Regions from separate parts of the Anas platyrhynchos genome. Here region 2 is linked to region 1. A link is a contact called in public Hi-C data. All regions are on one chromosome and are shown on one strand. The core of a region is the stretch at or near the end of the contact, and the rest is flanking DNA. Distances in the headings are between cores, read along the strand shown. Region 1 overlaps PEAK1 (pseudopodium enriched atypical kinase 1). Region 2 overlaps HMG20A (high mobility group 20A).

Evidence for each region. A called contact is a pair of places that touch in the nucleus more often than the background predicts.
Region 2: a contact with region 1 is called in a Hi-C map of subcutaneous adipose tissue, with 2.1 times the contacts expected there. The contact joins two enhancer-like sites. A contact is called at or near these places in 2 of 8 Hi-C or Micro-C datasets (liver and subcutaneous adipose tissue).

The regions. Positions count from the first base shown.
Region 1 is chr11:12,031,614-12,034,309 of IASCAAS_PekinDuck_T2T, forward strand. The region is part of intron 3 of PEAK1 (pseudopodium enriched atypical kinase 1); the gene reads right to left. The region is part of intron 1 of LOC140003392 (a long non-coding RNA gene); the gene reads left to right. Among named protein-coding and RNA genes, the nearest start is that of TSPAN3, 64 kb to the left of the region's middle. Within about 2 kb of position 1,393, at least 1 of the 8 cell types and tissues checked has an H3K27ac peak or open chromatin away from gene starts, as enhancers often do. A contact at or near this core is called in subcutaneous adipose tissue, where this site is marked.
Region 2 is chr11:12,167,751-12,170,446 of IASCAAS_PekinDuck_T2T, forward strand. All of the region lies in intron 12 of HMG20A (high mobility group 20A), which reads left to right. Among named protein-coding and RNA genes, the nearest start is that of HMG20A, 57 kb to the left of the region's middle. Within about 2 kb of position 1,306, at least 3 of the 8 cell types and tissues checked have an H3K27ac peak or open chromatin away from gene starts, as enhancers often do. A contact at or near this core is called in subcutaneous adipose tissue, where this site is marked.

The DNA.
Region 1 (2,696 bases), core at 143-2,642:
TCTTATTCTCAACCCATGAGTTTTTACCTTTTTTTCCCCTCCAATTACCAATTCTTTCCCCTATCCCACTGAGAGGCAGAAGGAGAAGGGGCAGTGAGTGAGGGCTGTGCGGTGCTTAGCTGCCTGCCAGATTACACCACTGCGCTACTTAGATGAAATGCAAAAAAATGTGGCAAGTATTCTTCTCGGACATAAAGAATTAAAACTTTGTCAGTGAAGCCCTATATTACTCAGAGCAGAGAGAGAAAAATGGCAATGACTGAGAACATAGAATAATTCTCTTGACTAGTTCAGGACCATTGACCTTAATTTTTGCCCAATAAATCACATGCCAGGAAAAGGACATAAAAGCAAAGATTAGTGCATATTGTCTTCAAAATAACCATTTAAATGTGTGACAAGAAAGTAAAAGAATATACTTTACTCTATCAAATGCAATTTAGATCACTCGTTTCAGCTTCAAATGTTGAATGAGCTGAGCTTAAGTGGCAAAATATGTTCAACCAATTCCAAACTCTGCCATTTAAGCACTTTTTCAGCAGAGTCAAATTATAACTAGACAGATACTTTGTTTGACAAGACAGGCTGGACTTTATGCTGAAAAATCAGATAAAATGCTGGGGCAGCCTTTATAGAAAGTCAGTTTCTTCTTTAGCTTGCTATAGTGGCAATAAACCATTCTTATATCCTCAAAACAAAGCTATGGATGACTTTTAGTTCCTGATTTGTTTCACAAGTAGCTTTTCCACCTAACCCCGCCCCACGCCAAAACAATTGAAATATAATTGTAAATCTATTTCAAAATGAGTTGTCTTTTTTCCTGAAATGATCAACCTTGAGTAAAAATCAGGCATGAATCTGTTATACTTCACAGTCATTGGAGTATCCCAGATCAGTGTTTTATGAATTAATGCCTGAAGATTTTAAGCCTTCTAAGCCAAAACCACAGCTCTGGTCTCTTCATCATTGTTGCATAACTCAGAAACGATCTGACATTTTACCGAGGTGAAAGAAGCTCTCTGTTGCTGCTTCTGCTAATGCAGGCATTGATAGATAAGTAATTTTATATTTTTACAGGCTTTGGATAAAAACATACTTGCTGTTCACATAGGTACGTTGAAAGTGTAGTACCAAACCCACTCAGTTAAAGATGCAGCTTTCATTAAAGGCAGAGGTTAGTAACAGCAGGACACTTATGCTGGAATTCACCACGGGCACAACTGGTTTACATTAGTGGAGCAAACAATAGAAATCATTAGTAAAATTGACACTTGTCTGACTTTGTCAGTCTCCTCACGTACTGCTCTGTGTTTTGGCAAAGGGCTAGCCTACGCTGGAAAACTCTGAAATAGGAATTCTGTTCCAACACCAGATGGGGCTGAAGTCTAACTGTATTATAACAGAGTACATTCAGACACAGTCATGGTACCAGCACTATCATATTTCATACACTGACTGAATATGTTTCCAGACACAGCTTTTTGCCAAAAACTCAGTGCCAAAAGCTTTTTCTTTGTATGACCTAAGAGATAGAAAGTCTGCCAGATAGAGTTCTGCCCAAACTTCAGCCTCTGTTTTAAATATACACTCAGTAAAAAGGCCTTTGCATTGTTTTGATCTTTGCAAAGATTTGTTGGTTCAACACTTTGTCAGCCTGGGCATTGTAACCAGAAAAATCACATTAAGAAGTAATTCTCCTAAAATATGAGAGAGAAGGAAACAGAGAATACTAGAATTTTATACTGTGGTTAACTCTTTCTTTTCATGTTAACAACTAAAAGGAGAAAAGTTGCACTAAAAGTTGCACAGCCGAAATAAATCTTCTTTTGGAAAATATATTTCTCCATTACATAAAATCTCCAAGCAGACAATTTAAACAAAGAGATTACCGCACCTGCGTATGGTTTTTAGGATTTAACTGGGTGATATTATTTCTTAGAAATGGCACAAAGTGCACTTAAATCCTATCACAGAACAGACAGTTTTATGGCCTTCTAGGCTATGCATTTTCTGCTAATAAGGTTGGGATAAAATGAGAAAGCACTCTCTTGCTCACTGTCACATGAAAATATTTTAGTGTTTTACCACCAGCTGTACTTATTTGCATTTGCACAGACACACTGTTACGGATCAGTTTTCCTCTAACCCAGGTAAGTGCTACACAAAACGTGTGACTGCAGACTACAGGAGGCTTGCCAGACCTACAACCCAAGGCTCCAGTAACAGCCGAAGTATGGCAGGGTCACAGTTCTGTGCATACTTCATGTCCCAGGAGTACTAATGCAGTAACTGAATTTCAAATGCTACACACACAGACCTGCGTATGTAAATGCAGGCATGTATCAATACGCAGACAGAAAATACGTAAGATGCATACAGATATTTTAAATCTTTTGCATTTCAGCACCAAATGGAAATGGTTTAAACTCAACATGCTCTAAACATGACTTTTGACACAGTCTGTGAAACAGGCAAGAGTCACTGACTTCTCGCCTTTGTAAACTACAGACAGGTTTCCAATTGGATTTGGCACTTCCAGGATGAGCAGTGCCTGTAAAATGCTTTACACTGCCTGCAGCTGTAACGAAGAGGAAATATGCACCTTCACACAAGAGGAAATGTACATTAAGAAAAAAAAAAATCCAATGGTGAACTATTTTCATCCTTCAAAATCAAAAGCAATCTACTGTAACAGA
Region 2 (2,696 bases), core at 56-2,555, 140 kb after region 1:
GTGATCTTGCATCCAATACAGCATAGTGAGGGCCAAGCCCTGCTTGTCATCGGAAACCATTGCATGACTATTCTGTGGGACTAACAAATCTGTTGAGAGAGAGTTACAGACAATTATGTGGAAGAGAGAGACCAGCATGTGTTCACTTTACTTACAGTGTATCTCTGCTGGAAGGCACGGGGACAGTAGCAGAAACATAGAGCATGGGGCTGGGAAAAAATTAGAGGGAGAAAAAAAGGAGAAACAGAAGCAGAAGAAAGAGTAGGACAAACAGGAAACTGAATTAAAAGTTGTCTGACTCTTTTCATAGCAAGTAGCATAAATGCAATAAGCATGGAAGACAGCCCTTAAGAAATGACCCCTGTGTGTGTGTTTATGATAATGCGTGGCATACATCTGTGGGTTTTAGATGGTGTCTGGTCTCTGATTAAGAAGAAATGCCTTCCTATTATTTAACAATCTCTAATTAGCCATATTCTCATTCCACATAGGAGTTGACAATTCCTTTGTGGGTGCACTCAGGCAATGGCCAGTTCTGGAGACACGGCAAACCAAAGGGATGGGGTGCTATAAAGCTCTTGTGTGACTTTGGTGTCTCTTGGCATCCCTGGGAAGCTTGGTTATGGCATGGTATCTCTGCAGCTTCCCTGGCATGGCTGGGAGAGGTGTATTGGTAGGGTTCAGTTCAATTACTGTGACAAAGGAGCTGATGAAGCTCTGTGTCCTTGGAACACAGTCGTGGCCTGGAAATTTTTATGAGCTGTGCGGGGCTGAAACCCCATTCCCTTGGGTTGTGAGCTCAGCAGCTTTTGAGCTCAGCCATTGTGGGTCTGGGCAGAACCCGCAGGGGAGTCCTGTCAGGGAAAACCCAAGGGCTGGAAGGAAATGTTGCTGATGACTCAATAGGCAGAGCTCTTCCCTCTGTTGATGTTGGAGCTGAGCCACACAGACACATCCCTCCATAATTACCTACTGGTTGCCTGAAGTTCATGCTTTTTAACCACTGGCATTCTCGTTTGCAGTCCACACACCCAGACGTGTGATGCTGGAATCCACACACGAGCCTGGGTATTGCATCGATGCTTGCAGGCTCTGAGAAGAAAGGATGTGTTTGCCTCCGGGAAGAGGTGTGTTTGCCCATGCATGCACGTGTTATTGAGCCTCTACAGATGCTCTGACTGCAGGAGGTGATGTCAGGTGGCAGTGGTTTGGTGTTTGGGGGTGGGTGTGGGGCAGTTAGGTAGCGTGGATGGGGGAAGGGATGGATTGGGATGACAAAACATCATGACAGAGGGAGAAAAATCTCAGTTGTGTCCCACATTAAGCAACAGAGACCCTTAGTGGTCACCCGGTGTAAAACACAGTGCTGTGTGATGGATTGCTTTTTTTTTTTTTTTTTTGCATTTGCTCATTTCAGACATGAATTCATGTAATAACTTGAACTTCAGAAACAAAAAGATGTTCAATTTCAATTGTTTTAACTGCTGTGAATAATTTCACTTCTGTTTTTTTCTGGGTTCTTAATGGTCTATTTTGAAACAAGGAGGTGTTTTGTGAAACTGACACATTTTCAATCCCTATTGATCACCATATGATATTGCTGTATTTCAAGCAGCATCACAATAACCGTGTTCTAAGAACACTTCAGATATTTTAGGGAATTTACTTCACCTGGTTTTGTGCATCCAGGCACACTGACTACCTCGCCTCTTCTTCCCTGCTTCTACCAGCCTGGTGTCAGAGTGAAACTGAATTTGGTGAATTAGCTGGCTGGATCTGCAACACCCTCATGCACCCTGCTAGCAAATGCACAGATAATCTGACAAATATTGCTGTTCCTAGAGGAGTTATTTCGATGTGATTAGCCTCTTTGCTGCGAGTGGCAGGGGGGTCAGCCTACCCACGCGCTGCCTTCCTGTCCCGAGAGGCCTACTGGCGTGTGGGCCTCTGATGGCTCTCAGTCTCTCTGGAACAACTTAGGAAATAACCAGCATCAGGAAAATCATCCCAACTCCGAGGCTTTTTATGGGGTTTGCTCACTGTCATCTCGGTGGTCAGAGACTGCTGCCCTTCAGGTGACCTCTTGTCAGGCTGGCAATCAGGCAGGATGGGCTGCACATCTCTGGGGGGTGGCTCATTTGGGGTAAACCACATGGGGATGTGGAAAACAAGGATAATGGTCTGACTTACCTTTGCAAAGAGCTTAGAGAGCTGGGCTGACAAGTGTTTTGAAAGAGCTATACCCTGTTACAGCGACACTGCCTTTGCCTGCCCCCACCGCCAAGCTTCAGCACAGGCAGACTTTAAGGGCTCCCTGAGGACTCTGCCAGCAGGATTTCTTATTTTCCTTATTTTACTCTCTTCCAGTGATGTTCAGCCACAATGTATATTACAAAACGATTATGGCCATGATTAGGGTGCTGTGTTATCATCACCCAGTGAATAGCCATTCCCTGGATCCCACTGGAATCCACTTCCATTCCTTGAAGTGACAGGCCAAAATTAAAATGGTCCTGCAAAAAAAAAAAAAAAAAAGAATCCAGAAAGCTGAGATTTCTTCTCAGCCCAAATTCCCTTCAGCATTGGTGTTATTAGCATTTATTATTATCTGTCAATGCTCTAAGTAGTAAATTTTCTGAGGTCATGAGTTATTGCTTCATCAAGAGAAGCTGCAAATGAGGCTGCATGCAAACAGG